2 separate regions of the Ovis aries genome follow, and region 1 is linked to region 2. A link is a contact called in public Hi-C data. All regions are on one chromosome and are shown on one strand. Each heading gives the region's core, a stretch centred on a gene start, on an enhancer-like site or on the middle of the called end of the contact. The rest is flanking DNA. Distances are from core to core; before and after follow the strand shown.

The links. Hi-C and Micro-C count contacts between places; a contact is called where the count stands out from the background.
Region 1: a Hi-C map of skin fibroblasts shows a contact between it and region 2, with 1.9 times the contacts expected there. The contact joins the promoter of NHS here to the enhancer-like site in region 2. A contact is called at or near these places in 4 of 16 Hi-C or Micro-C datasets (hypothalamus, liver, skin fibroblasts and 1 more).

Annotation. Positions count from the first base shown.
Region 1 is chrX:15,621,231-15,625,728 of ARS-UI_Ramb_v3.0, forward strand. NHS (NHS actin remodeling regulator) reads left to right here and starts at 2,387. Exons shown (of 9, transcript XM_042242434.2): 1 at 2,387-3,517. The coding sequence starts at 2,968.
Region 2 is chrX:15,558,201-15,562,844 of ARS-UI_Ramb_v3.0, forward strand. It overlaps the pseudogene LOC101102624. Among named protein-coding and RNA genes, the nearest start is that of NHS, 63 kb to the right of the region's middle. Within about 2 kb of position 2,746, at least 1 of the 54 cell types and tissues checked has an H3K27ac peak or open chromatin away from gene starts, as enhancers often do.

The DNA of each region.
Region 1 (4,498 bases), core at 1,137-3,636, 63 kb after region 2:
GGCCCGAGGTGGTCTGAAGCTGCCCTTGCAAAGCTAGCACACAGTTTTTATTTAGACAGTGTCTGGGAAGCCTAACAATCACTTCTCTAAAAGTGCCTTTATTCACACCTTCCAGTGGACTGAGAAAGACATCAGCCCACCGGTATGAATGCATATTTTAATTTGTATTAGTTTTATTTTTGGTGACGTTGAAAGGAAAGCTATCCTTCAGACTTATCAAGAAGAAAATGCTGAAGTGACCTTGAGAGGTCCCTGAAGGCTACCAGAGGAGGTTTTTTTTTGGGGGGGGCACTGAGAATGAAGGAGATCAATAGCCACAAGCAAAGCTTTTTATTTTGTCCACATGGCTTTATTTAGCACATGAGCAGGAGTCTAGGAGATGACAAAAAGTTTCCCTTTTCACACAGCCGAGCTGTACTTTGAATTGTTTTGAAGTCCTGACTCTCTGCTGACCACTTTGGGGCAGACACAAGGTAGCTAGCCTGCTCTAGAACTTAATTACTTCCTGGAATTCTACCCCTCCTGGGCCTGGAGGACAGCTTCCCCTCCCCATGGGACTTTTCTGTCCTCCCCTTCAATCCCCTCTGTTTGGTGGTCAGGGCCAAGGAAGGAATTCCCCGATAATCCAAAGCTCCCCTTAGGAATGAGACCCCACCCTGCTCATCACCCTGGTCATGTCATGCTGGCCTCGCAGCACAGGCCCCTGAAGGCTAGGACTAGGGCAGTGCCAGGGGAGGGGCGGTGAGATGTGGGGCAGGCCCATTGCAAGGCCCCCTAACTGGATGCTTTTACATACCCTCATTATTCTTTCTGCCTCAGTGTTTAGGGAGGAGCGGGTGGCTTGGCTACCTAGAAGAACTCATGTTCAGAATTGTGAACATATTTAAAAAGTCAAGCTGAATTTGAAAACAGCCAGCTCTAAGCTGTTTAGATTTGTGAGATAAAACACACACACACACACACACATACACACACACACACACAAACTCCCAAAAGATGCTTTTCCAGAATATTCTTTTTTCACTTTTTATTTGGAAACAAACTCAAAGTTTCAGGAAATGTACCATGAATCCCAATATGCCGTTTATCTAGACTCACTATTTTGCACATATTGTCCTGTTTTCTTTTTTTCCTTCTTTGTTCATATACATTATCACCATCATTCTTCTTGTTGCTACTGAACCACTTCCATGTGTACCTTGAAGACATCATGTTCTTTTACCCCCACATCCTCAGCCTGGATCTTTTATGAACAAGGACACTCTCTCGACAAAAATGTTATTTTTTGAGGTAGGAGAGGGATGTCTGTTGAAGCCTTTTAATTGAAGTGTGAGCCCATCCAGAGTGCCCAGTGTGGGGCCTTATGCAGGCTGCTGCTAAAGGCAGGGAGAGTGGAGACGAGACCGCACCACAGGTCTGGAGGGCTTTATTGTTGCCATAAAACATATTTTTTCCATGTTCTCTTTAGACACATGAAATGAAGTCTGCATTCCCAAGATCTGGCTTGTGGCTTTAAAATAAAAAAAAAATATTTTTACAGTATTTTTTGGAGAGATGAAGGCATGCATTTTATTAACATTTCTCAAACTCCTTTTTAGCTTTCAGGCTGACAGCATCCAGCCTTAGACTGGTGCAATACTGTACATGCCTTTTTAGAAATTACACCTTTCAGTTAACCAGAGGGGGAAACTTTATTTTCTTCTATGAATCATCAGCTCTGTGATGGAGAGCTTTAACATCCCTGTGTGTGATCAACAGAGTAGGGTGACAGGGAGGTAATCTGGTTTATCCCACCTGATGTGTCAATGAGTTCCACAAGCAGTTTTCTGGGGTTTTGCTCATGGGTTGTTTGGGTCTCATTCATGATGTTCTATAGAGTCCTGGTCCAGCCCAGCAGCAGACGAATACCCAGGAAGGGGTATAAGCCAGCACCTTTGCCAGTCTGGCCACACCAGGATGCACTCTGAGGGGCAGCCCAGTTTTCCCTGCTAGGAACGCAAAGGACGTGCTCAGAGCTGGAATTTGGCGAAGCAACTTGCTCCAACACGTCAAAGCTGCTGCGTCCCCAATACCCCACCCTTCTTCTTCTGCGCTTACACCCCCAACCCCAACTTGAGGACTCCCCGCCCCCACCACGCTGACAGTCTCAATCCTAACCCCACCTAAGCGAGGAAGTATCTTTGCATCAGAACAAGTCTGGAGAGGTGAGGCCACCAGTGACTCCCAGCGGCCGCACAGGGCGCTGCGCCCCCTCGCCCCGGCCTCTCCCCGCTCCCCTCCCCTGCCCTGCGTCCGCCCCGCCGCCCCCGCGCCGCCTCCTGCGCCTGGGCTGGAGGCAGATTCCTCTCTCCGGGTTTTCAAAGCGCCTTTCCGAAACCACCTCCCCGCCCAGAGAGGGCGAGAGATCCCGGGCGCAATTGCTCCCCGGGGCGGCCGACGGGCGCGCGGGGAGAGGCCTGTGCCGGGGTACTTTCAAATTGAGGCGCGCGCACACACTCACACCCACCCACCCACCCAGACACACGCGCGTGCGCGTGCTCGCGCGCGCATACACACACACACACACACACACACACACATACACACACGCCCATTTATATAGGCGGTGGCGGCGGTAGCGGCCGGGGCGGCGGCGGCGGCGGCGGCGAGCGCAGGAATGATGGAGCTGAGCCAGCCGACCCGGGTTGGAAGCAAGTGAGGAGAGCCTAGGCGCGCCCCGGGATTTCTGCGCCCCGTGCTTGTCATCCTACTCAGGGAACGGTGCACGGGCCGGCTGGACTGATTTGCTAGCGGGAGGGCGGGGAAGAGGAGGAAGCCAGGTGAGCGAGGAGCCCCCTGCGTATCTGGACTGCCCGAACGCACCTTCGCCGGACTCCAGCCGCCTCTCCACCCAGGTGGGCGCGTCCGCTTCCCCACTCGCCAGGGGCGCTTTGAGGAGACCAGAAAGTCGCGGCCCGGCTGCGCGGGATGCCTTTCGCCAAGCGGATCGTGGAGCCGCAGTGGCTGTGCCGGCAGCGACGCCCGGCGCCTGACCCGGCAGAGGACTCGATCGGAGGCAGCGCAGAACCGCCGCCGCCGCCGCCGCCCCTGCAGCTGCCCGGCCGACGGGACGAGGCCGTGGCGCCGGGGCCAGAGGATCCTCCCCGCGCACCCCCCGCGCCTCCCGGGCCGCCGCTGCCCGCGCCAACCGACCAGGCGCCGCCACCGCACGGAGAGGCGCCCGCGGCGGGTGAGGAGAGCGTGGCAGGGGTCCTAGAGGCGGCGTCCGTGGCTGGCGAGGCGTCCTCAGCGGCAGCCACCGCGGTGTTGCTCATGCTGGACCTGTGCGCGGTCAGCAACGCGGCGCTGGCCCGCGTCCTCCGGCAGCTCTCGGACGTGGCCCGGCACGCGTGCAGTCTCTTCCAGGAGCTCGAGAGCGACATCCAGCTCACCCACCGTCGCGTCTGGGCGCTGCAGGGCAAGCTCGGCGGCGTGCAGCGCGTGCTCGGCACGCTGGACCCCAAGCAGGAGGCAGTGCGTGAGTACCCGCGCGGTCCGCCCGCCTAGCGCTCGCTCTGGCGCCGCACCCTCGCGCCCTCCGCGGTCGCCGCAATCTCAGCCCCGTGGCGCCGCGCCTGCTGCAGTTTACACCTTACTCTTGCTTCCTCATCCCTCCCCTCCCCTGGGACTCACCCCAGTCCTCCCGGAGTTCGGGTGAGGGATGCAGACGCCAGGGGAGAAAGTTAAAGGGGGCGTTCTCTGACCTCAAAGGCAGCGGTGGACTGAGAGGGAGCATTTATGGGGACAGAGGAGGCAGAGGGGTCTGTCATTGACTTCTGGGGCTCGATTTCTCCGTCCCTCCCCAGGAGGCAGAGGGTTGGTGCTACTTCTGTGGTTTCCAGTAGCCTGTCCTGAGCCCTTGTGTAGTCTTCCCACCCCCATCCAAGTGCGTGCTTGGGGCGGGGGGGCTCGAGAACTGGCCTTTTTAGGGCTTCTGCTACGCCGTGGCAGTTTGGGCCCTCTTGTGACCTCAGGGGCTGCACTGAGCTCCGGACTTGTGCCCTGTGCTGGTGTGTGCCATAGCGCGGCGCCGCACGCCTCCCAGAGTGAACTCCGAAGCACTCTGCTCCAGCCTTGTGGCCTGGGAGGGGCGTGGAGGGAGAAGTGTCCCGGACCCTGGGGAGGTCGGGGAGACCTTTGGGCATCTCTCCTGGCCTGACCACAACAGGCTTCCTACTGAATGACTATGCCATCTGCCCTCCAAGAATCTTGGAGGTGTTCCGCGCCCCCCTCCCACCCCCCACCCCAACGTGTACTATCATTCAATTTCACCCGCGTGTGCAAGACCCCTGAGCACCTTTGCTGCCTGTTAACTTCACTCTTACGACATCCCAGGGCTCCCAATAAATGTAATTCTTGCGCTCAGGAGGGTCCCCTGGCGCACTGTTGGCCAAATCAGGAGGTGTCAGAGTCATTTAGAACCGAGCGGACGGTGGGCGGGGGCCCTAGGCTAGCATGC
Region 2 (4,644 bases), core at 1,496-3,995:
AGCTCAGCTGGTAAAGAATCCTCCTGCAACATGAGAGACCTGGGTTCGATCCCTGAGGAAGATCTCCTGGAAAAGGGAATGGCTACCCACTCCAGTATTCTGGCCTGGGAAATTCCATAGTCCAAGGGGCTGCAAAGAGTTAGACACAACTGGGTGACTTTCATTCCAGATGCCACCTAGGGTCAACCTTCAGTGGCTCCTCACCATTATCAAGATAACCTCTCTCCTTAGCCCAAGAATTCCTCCTGATCTAATCTGCGCCTGCCTTTCCAGCTCTGAATGCCATTCCTTCTCCTTCTCTGAGTGTCTTAGCATTCACATCTCATGACACTGGCTTTAGGAAGCCTTCCCCAACCTTTCTATCTGAGTCCAAACCTCTTCTCCTGCACTCTTGCGGTCTCCAGGGACAGTTGAGTCATGGCCTCATTGTACCGTATTATAGTCACGGGCCATACTTTCTTTGTGCCACTAGACTATGATTCCATTAAGACAAGGGACAGTGACTTAATCTTGTTTGTTTGTTTTTTTGTATTTCTAGATACAAAGAGAACTTGATAGATTTAGAGCAGTGCATCTAGGCTTGACTTGAATTCTTCAAAAACAGTTTGCTGCCTCAAAAGGCAAACGGTTCCATTGTTACATTATTTGAAAATTCTTGTTCACAGCGTACTAAACTTCTTGCCTGTGATTTCTACCCACTTGTCCTTGTTGTATCATTAGGAACCAAGTCTCTTATTAAAGGGCGGTGATCTGCTCCCAGAGCTGGGCCTTGGCTAAGGATCCAGCTGTGGGTGCCTCTTCTTGCAACAGTTCAGTGCTGCTGTTTGGCATATGAATTCTTCCCTGAAGATTTGATTTAAGGTAAGAAAAATCTGAGTTTCCCAGAAAGTGCCATTGTTTGTTATACTATTTTAATGTATTCCCACAAGCGGCTTCCCTGAAAGGCTTCTGCATACTCACATTCAGCGTGTTATTTATCACCTCAGTGCCCTTGCTCTCCATCTTTCCATGGGGACTTGATGGGTTTAACCAATCTTTGTTCTCTGTTCTTCTGGGTCTTCTACGGTGCTGACTTGCTAGCAGCTATGGGTACCATTACGGTGCTACTTGATGCCCCCAGCCTTTGGCTTCAAAGGCCTGGCCTACATCTGCCCATGAGTCCCAGGACCACATCTACAATGTTCTAAGAAAACCCTACCCCTGCTACAGACTAGAGTTTCTCAAAGGACAATGTGAATTGGAACCTCCCAGTGAGTTTGTTAAGGGTGCAGATTTCCTGAGTCCATACTCCTGATGTTCCAGATCAAAATCTCTGAGGGTCAGGCCCTATGGTGTGCTTTTTAAACTAAAGCCTATCTGGATGATTCTCATTCAGGCTAACATGAAGAATTGCTGCCCTAGATGTTGGCAAAAGAATCACTGTATACACCATCATTCATCTGTCCTGGATATTCACAGAGAACTAAGCAGACTCACACCTTGATCAGCGGCCCATGTACTGTTTTGCCTTTTCCCATTAGCTATAAGCTTGGGGAGGGGAGGGATTCTACCGGGTTTTATTTTCATTGCATTGCCAGGGCTCAGCACAATACATGGCACATAGTAGGTGCTCAGGGAGCAACTGTTGAATGAAACCAAAGGGAATGAACGTTTCATTCTCCCTTCCACTGCCCTCATCCTTGAAATGTGGAGAGAGGTTGTGGTGTAAGTGAAAGGAGAGGCATTGGAAGCAGGGAGAGTGCTGAAATGCACAGGAATGCGCCCCTTGTGGCAGAGGCGGAGCTCTGAAGAAAGCTGCGCTTGCAGCCAGCTCCCTCATAAGTGAGAGGTTCTGTAGCTGCAGAGTTATTAGGCCATTCTCTCTAACTATGACAGATGGGGCAGCTAGCATCTGAAGAGACAGGGACATCAGTATGAATTTCTCCCTTCACGCAGACCTCAAAGTCTATGAAGTTTTGGGAATGAGGGAAGAGCAAGAAACGGTAAAGTCTAGTAGTATTGCGTCTCTACACAGGAACTCATTAATGAGGGCCTCAAGGGCTCTTAATAAGATTGACTGTGACAAGTACCTCAGGTAGCTAATATGTGGAGTTGCTGTGAATCAGACAGCCTAGTTTCATATTCAGATTTGTACTAGCTTACTTTCTCTTTACTCAGTTTCTCTATTGGCAAATGGGGATAATTTAAATATATAATCCCTGTGCTATTTAAGATAATGCTAACTACCATAACGGACACCTTCCCATACTTCAGTGGCTTTACACAACTGAAGTTTATTAATTGATTGTGTGAAGTCCAGATGGATATGATATTTTCATATGGTGGGTGGCTCTCCTCCATGTGGTGATTCAGGAACCCAGGTTCTTTCCATATTGTGGCTCCGCATCCCCTAAGGTGTTGATACCCTTTGCTGGAGCCTGTGCATCCATTCAGTTGACAAAGGAAGAAGAAGCAAGAAGGCACACCAGCTTCTAATCTGCTTTGGCATGAAAGTGACACATGCCACTTTCTTCTCACATTTCATTGGGGTGAACTAGTCACATGACCAATCTAGGAGCAAAGGAGCGTGGGAAATGTTGTCTAATTGTGTAGTCAAGAAGAAAATGGCTTGTATTACAAGTCATCACAAAAGCATAGTGGTTGAAAACCACCATCCTTTATTTAGTTCATAATTCTGTGGGGCAGCAATGTGTCCTGGGATCCGCTAGGCAGGTCTGCTGATTTCAGTCAGGCTTGCCTGCTCAGCTGACTCATATGCATGAGGTCAGCAGCTGTGTTGGCTCGGGGCTAGTTGGGCTAGGATGACTCTAGCTGGGAAAGCATGGCTTTGCTTCATTTGTCCCTCACTCTCCAGTAGACCAAGCCAGGTCTGTTTACACAGCAGCTGGGCTGAGTCCCAAGAGCAGCAGCAGAAGGCTGCACCATCTCTCAGGTCCCAGGCTCAGAACTCACACAGTATAGTTTCTGTCATGTTATATTAGCCAATACCTGGAATCCAAAAGTTGAGATACAGAAGCTTTGCTAGTTTTGTGACCTGTCACCAAAAGGAAATACATTTGGTTAAACAGGTTGTTTGTTAACATGCTTAACAGAATACCTGACATCATAGGAAGTGTCCAGGAAACATCTATCATCATTATGAATATCATTTGTTGAATACCTACTAGGGGGCAGACTCTGTACTGTACTAGGCAATTCACATGCATTGTCTTATCACCACAACTCTCCCACTTTATAGATGAGAGGACTGAGGCTCAAAGAGACGAAAAAAGCTATTGAAGATCATTCACCTAGTTAGTGGTGGTGCCCAAGCCTATTCTCCGTACTGCCTTGGGTCTTAGCTTTCCATCCCAAATGTTGAAGGAGAAACTAAGCTTGCATCTGGGATGCTATTAAACCTTTAGGAAAGTCTAAGAGATGATATGGAAAGAAAGACCCTGGCCAGATGACTTGAAATATGAGAGGCAGTTTGGGCAGATGACCCTCAAGTTGATCATGGCTCATCTCAAGGACAAAGCAGTGATGATTGTTGTCATTCACCTGCTGTTGTCTGCTGTCTGGTTCTTTCCCCTGTCAACCAAGGTTGGGATATTCCTTCCTGACCAATAGAAACCATGTTAGTGTTTGAAGAATGAAGTCTGAGGGAACTGGGTAGGGGAGAGAGAGAAATTCAGCCTCAGAATAGAAAGTTCCAGAACAGAAGAGGAGTTTGAAATGCCCTTGGCTAGATGTTCCTGTTCTCTTTTGGGAATGAAGACAATGATAAAATAGCACTTCACTGATTCTAGAGACAAAGTTTGGTGAGAGTACGACTTAACATCAGACGTTTTTCAGTAACCTCACGGACTCCCAGGAGTCTGCAGCCCAAACTCTGGGAACCAGTAGTCTAGTTCAGAAAAGTGGATAGGTTTCATTTTGAGAGTCAATTCTGTTAATTTGGTAGTGGTCACTGGAAGGGCTGTGTTGCGAGGGACTCAGAGAACACGTCTAGATGTTGCAGGGAAGATCGTGCTGACTGATGATTGATGCATCTCGCTGGCCTGGACAGAGCTGTTGGTATCACGTGTGCTGTTTTTGCCATCTGCGATCCACTTACATCCTCATGAAAGGAAACTGGAGCCCAGAAAGGTGATGTGATTTTCTCCATCTTACATAGTCCCTTAATAGCAGAAGCAGGTTTCTATCCTTTGTCTCTCAACTAGTGCCTCAGGCATGGTAAATTTTTTTAGTTTTCTTTCCACATTTGCCCATTTTTTGTCCTGGAAGCCTGCTTCCATGTCAGATACGGTATAGTTTGCTTCCTTCATTTATGAAAACAAAACTAAACAAATCTTTTTTTGAGAATTTGCCTGCTGAATTCAATTGTCTGTTGAGACGAGGGTTTCAGTTCTGGTCTACCTCCACATCTGTTCTCTTTTTCAAACACATTTGTGCCCAAGCACGAGATGTTTGAAATCAGAGGGCTAGTTTATTGTTGACCTGAAATCTGGTGCAATTCAAGATGACCTAGTGAACGCATTCCACCTCCTGTTCTCTTCTTAAGCCTCCAAGGTCTCTCACTCCCTTTCTATTTTCATACTTTTCCAGCATCTGAGATTAATTAATTTCTACTTACTCATCTGCTCACCCACACACAACCCCATG